2 separate regions of the Zea mays genome follow, and region 1 is linked to region 2. A link is a contact called in public Hi-C data. All regions are on one chromosome and are shown on one strand. The core of a region is the stretch at or near the end of the contact, and the rest is flanking DNA. Distances in the headings are between cores, read along the strand shown. Region 1 holds the start of LOC100192351 (asparagine synthetase 4). Region 2 has its middle 19 kb from the start of LOC103639269.

What was found. Hi-C and Micro-C count contacts between places; a contact is called where the count stands out from the background.
Region 1: a Hi-C map of root tip shows a contact between it and region 2, with 4 times the contacts expected there. The contact joins the promoter of LOC100192351 here to the enhancer-like site in region 2. A contact is called at or near these places in 13 of 25 Hi-C or Micro-C datasets (bundle sheath, ear, leaf and 5 more).

The regions. Positions count from the first base shown.
Region 1 is chr9:143,801,336-143,807,020 of Zm-B73-REFERENCE-NAM-5.0, reverse strand. LOC100192351 (asparagine synthetase 4) reads right to left here and starts at 1,464. Exons shown (of 11, transcript XM_008659820.3): 1 at 1,296-1,464; 2 at 882-1,020; 3 at 649-747; 4 at 371-512; 5 at 43-233. The coding sequence starts at 1,375.
Region 2 is chr9:143,704,332-143,709,983 of Zm-B73-REFERENCE-NAM-5.0, reverse strand. No RefSeq gene overlaps it. Among protein-coding and RNA genes, the nearest start is that of LOC103639269, 19 kb to the left of the region's middle. Within about 2 kb of position 2,118, at least 20 of the 20 cell types and tissues checked have an H3K27ac peak or open chromatin away from gene starts, as enhancers often do. A contact at or near this core is called in bundle sheath, ear, leaf and 4 more, where this site is marked.

The sequences.
Region 1 (5,685 bases), core at 215-2,714, 98 kb before region 2:
CTTAAATACCACCGACGACCCAACAAGTGCAAGGTCACTCACCTTCTCGAAGGCCTCTCTAAGGACGAGCGGCTGGTACGGCGTCCGGGGCACCTGCTCCTGGAACCAGTGCGGGGTGTACCACCGGCGGAACCCGCCGGCGGCGCTGGAGTAGAGGTGCCCCGGCGGGAAGATCTCGAAGCGCACGCAGTCCTCGTTCAGCGCCTTCATCTCGGACGACATCCAGACGGAACCTGCAGTAGTGGAGGGAAGGCGAGGCGAGAAAATCGATCGGTCAGCTTCAGCTTCAGCTTGACCCACCTAGCTGGGGTGCTCTGCTTGGCGCGACCGCACTGCGAAAATGCCACGCCACGCTGTGTCTGAGTCTGACCGTCGCTGCCCCAGCCGATGTAGAGCGGGTTGACGCCGATGGCGTCGCGTGCCGCCACGTAGGTCCTGTCTCGCGTGTCGTAGAGCACGAACGCGAAGACTCCGTCCAGCATGTCCACGAAGTTCTCGCCGTACTTCTCGTACTGGAGATCGATGACGCCGACGACGGCAGCAGCAATAACAAAGGCAGCATCAGTAGAGGAGAAGTTTTTGTTCTTTAGTGTGTAAGCGAAGAACAAGTTTGGTTTTCAGAACTGAAACGATCAGTGTAAGGCTCACCAGGGGGATGATGACCTCGCAGTCACTGCCGGTGCTGAAGCTGTGCGCGCCGGTGAACTGCTTCCGGACGTTCTTGTGGTTGTAGATCTCTCCATTGGCCTGTGAAGTAAAAAAAGCAAACAAAGCGCATGCATGCTGAGGAACTACAGCATAGATAGGGCCCGTCAAAACTAGCTAGACGACGCTTGAGCATGCATGCTGCGCGCGTGCATATTTGGATCTTATTAGCTTACCACCACCACGACGGTGCGGTCCTCGTTGAACAGCGGCTGGTCGCCGGACAGCGGGGAGACGATGGCGAGCCGCTGCTGCGCCAGGAAGTTGCCCTCGTGCTGGTAGAGGCCCGACCAGTCGGGGCCCCTGTGCTTCAGCCTGCACACCACGTGGGAGTGACCGACCATCATCAGGTCCGCCAGTCGTCAAAATTTAAACACTAACCAACAACTAATCGCGCCCACCCGACAATACTGTAACCAGTGACACAGAAGCGAGCGCGCGCGCGCACACACACACAGGGTTGCTTGAACGAGCGAGTAAGATTCCCATGCTCCTTTTCAGATCGGCCCATCCTAGTCTCTCTACCGTTCGATTCTTTATGGTTCCTATATGAGAAGAGCTCGGTCCCAGTGCAATGGACGGATGCTTGCCTTCTGGAGCAGGCGAGGATGCGAGCCCTCCTGGCCTGGGAGCAGTCGGAGCATCCGAGCACGGCTAAGATGCCACACATGACGCCGACGGAGCAATTCAGCGGCTTTTTGTGGGGAGGAGGAGACGAGACGCTGAGCGCTCGTGCTGCGAGTGGGATGCGGGAACCAGGGGAGAATGGCTGCAGTTTTATAGGCGGGGGCGCGCGCGGCTCCGGGACCTCGCGTCTGCGAGCGACCCCCGCCGGGAGCGCTCCCTGGACACGCGGCGGGTGTCGGTTCGGCGAGCTCCGTGCGCGGCAGGAGCTTATCCGTTCGGGATGCAGCGGGGCCGAGTCAGCGTGGGGCCCCGAGCCCGCGTCAGCCGGGGTCCTGGCCATCGGATCTACCTTCCACGGCTGGGCGAGGTTCTGGGAGTAGGCCCGCCATGATCGCGGCTGGTGGAGCAAGGCTGCTGGCGGCCCCCCCACCGGATCCACCAATGGCCGGCCCGTGCGCTTTGCCGCGAGATGCGACGATGCACACAACCGTTCGGCGGAGTGTGTTTCTGTCGCGGGCGATGGTGATGCAAACGACGCCCATTATTCTGAGCTGCGCCTTGCATTATACGACTAATGTATTCAAAAACGTCAGTTCAGATGGTAGGAAAGATTGGATGAATCCGCCTTGCAATTTTTAAATCTCCAATAATCTTAAAAATAATATCGTGGGGGGAATTTCAACGACGGCAATTGGATTCCGGCTAAGCAACGCAAGTCTTTGTTCGTTTATTCTAATTCTATGTGGATTGGAGTGTATTTAAATAGATTGTGATGGATTTTGATTTACGATGGACTTCAACCGACTTAATACCTCACAATCCATACGGATTAACCGTGAAACGAACAAGCCCTAATGGACACCCGTTAGAGACCCCACACACCGTAAACCAAAAACAAAGGCGGACACGCCAGGAGCCTACCCCCAATCTGCTGATCTACTCCAACCATCAATTGTTAAGTTATTTCTTGAACAAACAATACACAGTAAGATTCATGTGGCAAGAGGCAGTAGATCGAAAGAATCACAAGAGCAGACAAAATCATATATCAATATTTGTGTACCAGAAGGGATCAGAATGAATGACCATGATGATACATGTGGTCTCATGCATATGCACAAAACACCCCCCCCCCAATAAAAATATGTGAAGATTATGGCAAGAAATGTATGGTTGATAGTGAGCTCTTTCACTTAGAAAAAAGATCCAGTGTATTGTGTTATGTGTGGCGTCATTTATATCTCAGTGTGTTCTGAAACTAATATCAATATAGTGATGTATAATTTTGGATGACATATGTGTATTAAGGGATATATATAGCCTTTGATGGCATACAAGTAACTTTATCATCTTCTATCTATATCACATGCTAATTAACTAGATGGTGTCTACGCTATAAGGATCGAATGGCCTCAAGAGGGAGATGGATTGAGGATTAAAAATAGAAAATGATATTCATACCTTAACTAAAACTACTTCACCTAAGAAGTCCTTGGGGCCATAATCTATCGGTCCAAATAGGCACTTCAACATATCATCCGGTGGATAACTTTGTAACACAGAATATAGCACAATGTTATTTGATGATATGTTGCCCTTGAAGATCAACTGACCTAGTGACACTTAAACTTCAATTCTGATTTCACTTGATGTTTGATCTTGTCCAATGGGATCATAACTAATTCTCTATCTATTTGAGTTGCTTGGGGTTTCTCTCATGTGTACATTGAAGTGTCAACTCCAACTTTGATCAAGGTACTAGTCTTTTGGCCCCTTAATAGTACAACCAAAGGTAATAAACCTAACGCTATGTCTAAGTGCTCCCATGTCCCAACATAAGTTGGCGCTTAGACATTGCCATGTCTTTAGTCTTCATAAATATCCTTGACCCATACTCCGAATCCAATCTCCAAGGCCCAATATAATAAATGGTTCATTGTGACTAACATGTTTTCGTCAACCCTACAAAACAAACTAGCCACAATATCCTTGTGCTTATGGATCATAGAAAGTAGAACCTTTATATGTTCAGGTTAATATGTTTAATCATGTCCCCATAAATTGGTTTCAAACAATTGAAAATAGCAATATTGTACTTTTCATTTTGTTACCTTATTTTTGACTTGTGCTTGGGCGTAACCGAGCCCCTTTAAATGGTATGGCCTTTGTACCTATTGTTGACTTGTGCTCGATGAAGACGTTCGGTTCCTGTATTTGCATCTTTGACTACGCAAAGAGCCAAGGTCACGCCTGAGGGCTCGGTCACGTACCCGAGCCTACCTGATGGGGAAGCTACCAATGCCGTGGTGGTTGGAGCAGTACCGAGTATGGTAAAAGCCCCTAGGTAATACGTGAGCTTCGCTGTTTCTGGTGACGTTGGGTGCCCTTCGTTGATAATAACGAGGTCGAAGCTGTGATCGGGCGAGGTGGAAGTCTGCCCGAGGGCATGACCGAGCCTGCTTCGGGATTCGTAGACGTGCATGATACAGTTGAAGGAGTGGCCTCGGGATTCGCGGGGAGCAGCTAGCGGAGGCCGGGCTCGGGCGAGGCGGACTTTGTTCCGAGGCTGAGGTCGGCTTCAGGCGAGGCGTAGTTTCCTCCCGAGGTCCAACTCGCGCTTTGTCGTATGTGTGTCCCATCAGGAGTTGGCAAACGACATGGGGGACAGTAGTCGTTGTACCTAGTCATACGTCATCGTAGTTGGTGAAAACCAATGGGACCGCGGTCATCTCGCTCTTGTTCGCCTGCGACGTTGCGTGGGGTAGGTACGCACATTGAACGCTCATGTCCCCTACGGCCTTCGGCTGAGGTCCGGCTCGGGGTTGTCTTCTTTGCCCGAGACGGGCTCGGGCGAGACGGGAACGGTGGTTATGTGGAGAGGGGACCTCGGTCGGGACGAGGAATTTCTCGAGTTCGTACCTTATCCAAGGGCAGGCTCGAGCGAGGCAGAGTTATGAGTGACCGCCGAGAGGGGTCTCGGGCGAATCGTGGTTTATACCTTATTGTCCTCGGGGAATGTGTGTGACGGCAAACTCGGGGTTAATCGTGTTTAGGAACGTAATCCAGATACCTCTAATTACGATAACCGACACAAACAATTGAAAAATAGCAATAATATATTTTCATTATATTAATTACCTTTTTTTTCAAAATCCCTAATTTGTTTAGTGATACTTTTCCCATACAAGTCATCGATGCCAAAAAGAAGCCCGATATTGATAGTGGGTATTGAAGAAATATATATGAAGTTGTCCCGTCGTATCATCATTGGTTGTTTATACAAACCTATACACCGATCGTCAGCAATGAATTAAACTATACAGTATACCGTCCAATTTACCTCATCCAATTTGACATTAACCAACCCATCCGCTGACGTTCTTGCAAGTCCAATCATTGCAGTTGCAGCAGGGGGGCAATGCGAAGCTTAGGACTTCGACAACCATCCAGCATCCAAAAACGCCCGTACGCGGCGATAACATACAGCCGGGCCAACGCCAATGGTAACGTCTGCTCCCGCGTAGCCTGGTCCTCACCAAAATTTTAAAACATGTAGCTACTGTACCGCATTATTTTAGGCCCGGCCATCGCCGTCGCCGATTGCTTGCACCGCATGAACAGCTAACTCTTTGGCCGCCCCACACGCATGCCTGCGATCGATAGACGATGAACTCTCGTCGGGAGGAGGAGATGGTCCAAACGATGAAACGATCGACGATCTCGATGGCATTAGGCGTGAACTGCTGGTGTCTGTACTTGTTCAGTTTCACGGTGGTGCGGTCGATGCCGGCCGGTCATGTGCACTCTCGGTCAGCATCGACGGCGACTTCTCGCTCGTGCCGCGCGCCAGCCATGCATATACGTTGTCCTGATCTGGCCAGGGACAAGGGCGTGCATGGGCGGTTGCGCTGGAGGGGAGGGAGGGGCTGGCCAAGCAAAGTCCGGGGAACTGAATGTGAATGACATCGGCTACCAAATTTAGAGACCGCTATTGATTTTGCTCTGCTATATATCGAGTATGCAATGCATCCATCTTTTTTTTTAGCCTCCCGTCGTTGTTCGTACTTTCGTACGTTGCGAACCAATTGCATTGCATTATCATTCCTTCCCGGCGCGCGGAGTAGATAGATGTGTCCAATTGTGAACTAAGGGGTTACGCGTTTGTATAGGGATTATGCAAATCTTTCAACAAGCCGTAGTATCAGAAGAAGTAAGAATCTAACAAGATAAAAACGGAAACTTTTCGTTCGATCTCCCACTTGTAAAAAAAGGAAAGGTTAGCCAGAAAAGCGTTAGATTATGGGATTTTTACACTTCTCCCATTAGTCTGTACACTTTGCTCAGATCTACCCC
Region 2 (5,652 bases), core at 869-3,368:
CGAGTTTTACTCATGGTATTTTCCACTTGATGTGGAATTACGGTATCCTCTAAAGCCCCGATGGCAGAAACCTATAAGGTTTAGGTGTTACTGGCAAAATATCCCCATTGTGCCAGAATGACAGACTATAACGATGTATCTAATCGATGAAAAATCACTAATGGATTACGATCTTTGATGGACTTTTGTTACACCATCATAGATGTTGCAATGGATGAACGCCTGGAGCGATGTGTCATATTTAGAATATGTACTATTGCAACTATATTATCCCCTAAAGTCCTATAGAAGGACATGTTACTTGCTTTGCACAACTATGTATAAATTATGGTGTAAGATAGAAAATGATAGCACCCCAACCTCATTCATTCTCGTTATTCTAGATGAACAATGAGACATATATCTTGAAGAATATGCTTGAGTTATGAGGGATAACGACTTTGATAGATGTCATCGTTAGGGGGAGCGAATGCTTATATTGATCACAATCGTGAGATAATAAATGTCATATTCTATGCCCTGAAGGCGTGAGCTTGATGATCAATATGTAAACCTTTATGGAACTTTCTATCAAATATATAGATCTAGTCGATCGAACACCATCAGCCAAAGTGGCTTATTTATATTGATACGTGCACTTACCTCGTATATCCTAGAAGTGAGTAGAGGTAAAGTTCCTGAAATAGACCTTGCAAGGATATGCAATCCGTTTGCTGAATCTATATGTGCATATACTTCCAGAAGAAAATATTTTGCCATATTGATATAGTTTTGCAAGGATCAGGGGAGCACATTTCTAAAGTTAGTCTTTGTAGAAGATTCAATAGAATCTAGATCCCAGAGGATCGAAATCTGTCCCGATGACAGCCGTTGTACTCTTTTTCCCTTGGTGAGTTTTCTTGAAGTTTCTCACATGAGGTTTTTAACGAGACAACAAAGTGCAAATGCAATTTGTATCACCATGCACTCTTTCTCCATATTTTTCCCATTGGGTTTTTTTGGAGTTTTAATGAGGCATGTGTTGGTCGCGGTATTCGCCCAAGGGGGAGTGTTGAGAAACCCTAATGAAGGGTTATGTGGGCAAATACCGAATATAGCCCTGAGGGCTATCGCGTCTCTATATATAGAACATGTACCCCTCATATGGAATAGAGAAGAGAAAGAGGCCAGATGCCCAACCCTAAATCCATGTCTCGTGTGTTTCCTCTAACGTGTTTATGGGAAGGGAGACGAGTTCTCTACATCTTCTTGCGCCTCTACTGCTGACGGGAGGGAAGGGAGCGGATCTGGTGATCCGTGGTAACGTAGTTCTCAACAAATACTAGTACTAGTATATGCAAAGATATGCATCGACTCTCTCTTGATTCCCAGGTTTAATGTGCTCGAATGATTAGGCCAATTCCACGGAAAACAATGTAGTTCCTCAATTGCCTGGTTTACTAGGCTTTGCCACCGCCCACCAGTCCGAAACGTGGGGTTCGTGGTGACCCACGGACCCAGACACTGGCACACCACACGGCTGGGCTGAGGTTGCTCTGTGAAACGCCGCACAATACCTTACACCGGGCCCAAGAACGCGAGAAGACAGTATGGGCCGGATGGCATACCCAGTTCTCTCTAGCGGGCAGGGCAGACGACTGCATCCTTGCTCTGACTTGACATCATTCAGTTTGCTACAGACTTGTACAAGTGTCTCCATTCTCGTACATGTGTTTTCCTTGTACTGAGTACATATATATAAAAAAAAGGGGAAACCTGTGAAATTCTCGTTCTGATGTTGTCTGATGCTATCCATGGATGCCAACACCAAATCTCACAGCTGAGCTGACCATGGATGCCTTCTTCTATAGTAGCTGCTACTGTACATACATCGGGAGCAGAGTTATGGCCCGCTAGACAGGGTCGTCGATGTTCGATAGAGATGTCGCTTCCGAGTGTGCCACTACCAATGCACAGCACGACTGCGCCTGCACGAGAGTGTTCGTACGCGCACGGGACGCGATATGTGATTGGGTCGCCTTGCTTCCAACGTGTCCCGGTCCAGTTCTAGACGGTCCCCTCTTGGCGTCGCGACCGTCCCGATCCCCCAAGTCTTTCTTCCAGGGCCGTCATACACGGGGCCAGCAGCTTCCCGGCACACGGGCGAGGCAGAGGCGCCGACATCCAGCGCCATCGGGCTCTCGCCGTGGCGGGCAGCGGTTGGGCGGCGTCCGTGTTCCGTGCCGCGGCGGGACGAGGAAAAGGGCCCGGGCCCGGGCAGCGGATGGGGGCAGGCTCCACGGAAATCAATTGAATAAGAATAATAGTGACCGCCGCGTCATACACGAGTGGGACGGAGAGCAGCGTTCGGCGTCGTTTGCTTCTCGTCTCCCACACGGGAACGTAGCTTTGACACCACCAGGCCCGTGTGCTGTATTTTTCCTTGGACCGGCGTCTAGCCGGTGTGAAAAACCGTGGCACAGGAGACTGGGTATAACACTCTGGAACAGCCGCCATCGTTTTCTTTTGCTCACTAGTCACTACCACAGTAATAAATCACTTGCTTTCACTATCCCTTACGCATTTCGAAATTTCCCAGCTGCTAAAGTGCTAATGCCGGTGCTTTGCGTCTACCAAATACTCTAACCAGTTGATTGGTTGCTCGCATCGTTTTGTTATAGATCACCGCGTGCATTGACTTTTCCTAAACGTATGTTTGGTTGCCTGCATATAGAAGACGTGGTCCACACGGGGCAGATGCAAAACAAGCCATTTAGATGTCAATTACCTGCATTCGCTCCTACCGCCAAAACGCCTGTATCCAATCAACCATCTTCGGGTGAGCGTGCAGCCACGGACACATGGAACCAATCAACCGGTAAAAAGCATCGGGTTCTCACAGAAGAATTATGCATACCCGTTTAGATGTAGATATTGCAGCACATAATTGACGATTGGAATCTACTTTTTCCAAAATTCTATTGTTTGGTTGCATATGGTATTGAAATTTGGAATCAGAGTTCCAATTCTACGGAATTGGACTATAATTAGAAACCTCCTCCCCCAATATAGAGCATCACCCACTCTGTATTGCATAGAATTAGACCGCATAATTCTAAACTCCAATTCAGTGACATCCAAACAATAGAATTGAACTTACATCTAATATCAATATCAGTGTTGATTTGGTATTGAACTCAATTCAATTACACACCCTCCAACGTCAACATCCAAACGGAGTATTATAGGCATTGCATTTGGTTGACTTTATATACATAGTCAAACAATGTATCTTCGTCTGGGAACCAAATTTGTATTGAAATGCGCTAACTTAAAGTGGTCGTGTAAACAGCGGAACAATAAGCGCTAGCTCTAATTTAAACCGAGCGTGTGTAGTTCGAACTACTAGTGCGTGGATATAATGATAATGGGACTTCTTTTCTTTTGGTGGTTGACTGAGATATTGTTTCTTAAGTTAATGAGAACTTGAGAAGTGTTTCTTGAGTAGATTTGTTGTCTTCGAATTTTTTTATCATGTTTTCTTATAAATAATTTATAGTACTGCTTTCTCTCGGAGATTTTCTTTTTTTACATAAAATCTGATTTTCGGATCCCAAGTAAACAGTACTCGAAAATTGAAGAGGGTGAAACGTTTTCTCTGACAGGTCGTTGGAATCTATTTATTTTAGAATAGTATATTTGGCTTGAAATTTGATATTACTTTGCAAAGTTCGAATACATGTCTATCCTCAATTTATGGGCTGAAGTATGTGAAATGGTTTTACGTATCAAGGAAGTATGTTTTTACTCTGCAACTTATAAAACGCTCTCCGAGCTCACTTCTCTATAATAAAAATGTAGCATATAAATATCTCACATGTGTTGCTAATAATAATACAAATATATTTCACAGAAGATCATATCCCCTCGGTCACAAAATAGCTATCACTTTAGCTCTTAGTTATTATGTCTACATTCAAATAGATAATAATAAATCTAAACACATATAAAAAACGCATACAACAGATATTGTATGCATTTGTCGGTACCCTAAATCTGGGGTACCCTCTCATGGAGCAGGAAGGCATCGCACCCATGCGACGTCCCCTTGCCGCGTGGAGGACCGCGCCTGACCCCGCCGGATGGGCAGGCCAAAGGACGCCACGTGGCAGGGAAAAACACCACACCCCAGTAAGGCCGGACCTCACGTAATGACACCGGACCCCTACACACGAGTCTGGAGCCTTCGGGTAAGTCCGAACTCCAGCAGGGTCCCGGAGCGAGAAGGACCCTGGTGTGTGCAGGGGTCCGGCGCTGACACGTGTGCGGGCCTCGCCTCCGCTTCCCGCTCAGGAGGAGACCCGCTGCTTGTGGCCCATGACATAAGATACCGGGCCGACCCTGACGAAAAGTCGTGCGGCCCCTGCATTTATTGAGGAAAAACGCGCCGCCTGCCACTGCGTTGACGGGCAACGTGCCCTCTCAGCATTAAATGCGTCATGTCCCATTCGCTGGCAGGCGGCGTCATGGTCATCCAGCAAACAGCCCACCTGCTGGGTTTGCTGGTGAACAGTATGCATGTGCTGAGCGGCGCGCTATACTCATCTTCTCTTCCGACGGAAGCTTCCCCTGTACACCAAGGATACACAGATCTTGGACGTCGGGCGCAAGAGGATTGTCTCGACAATAGATATTAGATGTTTCAAGCACTATATTCTTTATGTCCCTAGGCCCACATGTGAAGCGTCCCGATCCTTTGGAACTCAAATTTGATACAATTACTAGTCCCACGAGGCTAGTAACCACATTCATTACTTCAAATAGTTATAGAGTCTGAATAATGTTATTACAATACCGGGGATACAAGCTCGAAAGTGAGCCGAAAAAACATAAAGCGCAGTGGAAGATAAAATAGCCCAGGCCACAGGCAGAACTGGGTGAAGACACAGCCCCATCAATCAAGCATAGCAGAAAAGAAGTCTTCAGCTGCTGAAAAACATAAATAAATCTGGGTGAATACACTAGGTATTCCGCAAGCCCACCCGGCTCCCGTAAAGAGAAAGTGACCTATATTGTACATGCTTCATATGGTGGAGTTGAAGTCACTCATACTTTTTCAGAGAAAGGCAGTACTCAATGTTTAGGGTTTTCCCAAGTCAATAGAAGTAACTCTTGCTTGACCACCACTGAGCTTCCCGCTCCTGTGGTACTACTTTCTTTCCAGAACTGTCGGGGACCATAATTAGGGGTACCCTCAAGGCTCCTAATTCTCAGCTGGTAACCCCCATCAGCATAAAGCTGCAAAGGCCTGATGGGTGCGATTAAGTCAGGGATCAGTCCATTCGAGCGACTCGATCACGCCTCGCCCGAACCTAGCCTCGGACAAGGGCAACCGACCCCGGAGGATTTCCGTCTCGCCCGAGGCCCCCCTCCAACGGCGAACATATTTCCGGCTCGCCCGAGGCCCTGCCTTCGCTAAGAAGCAACCCTGACCAAATCGCCGCACCAATCGACCAAATCGAGCATTTAATGCAAAGGTGGCCTGACACCTTTATCCTGACGCGCGCCCCCCAGCCGGCAGAGCCGAAGTGACCGCCGTCACTTCGCCGCTCCACTGACCGATCTGGCAGGAGAACAGCGTCGCATGCGCCACTCCGACTGCGGTGCCACTTG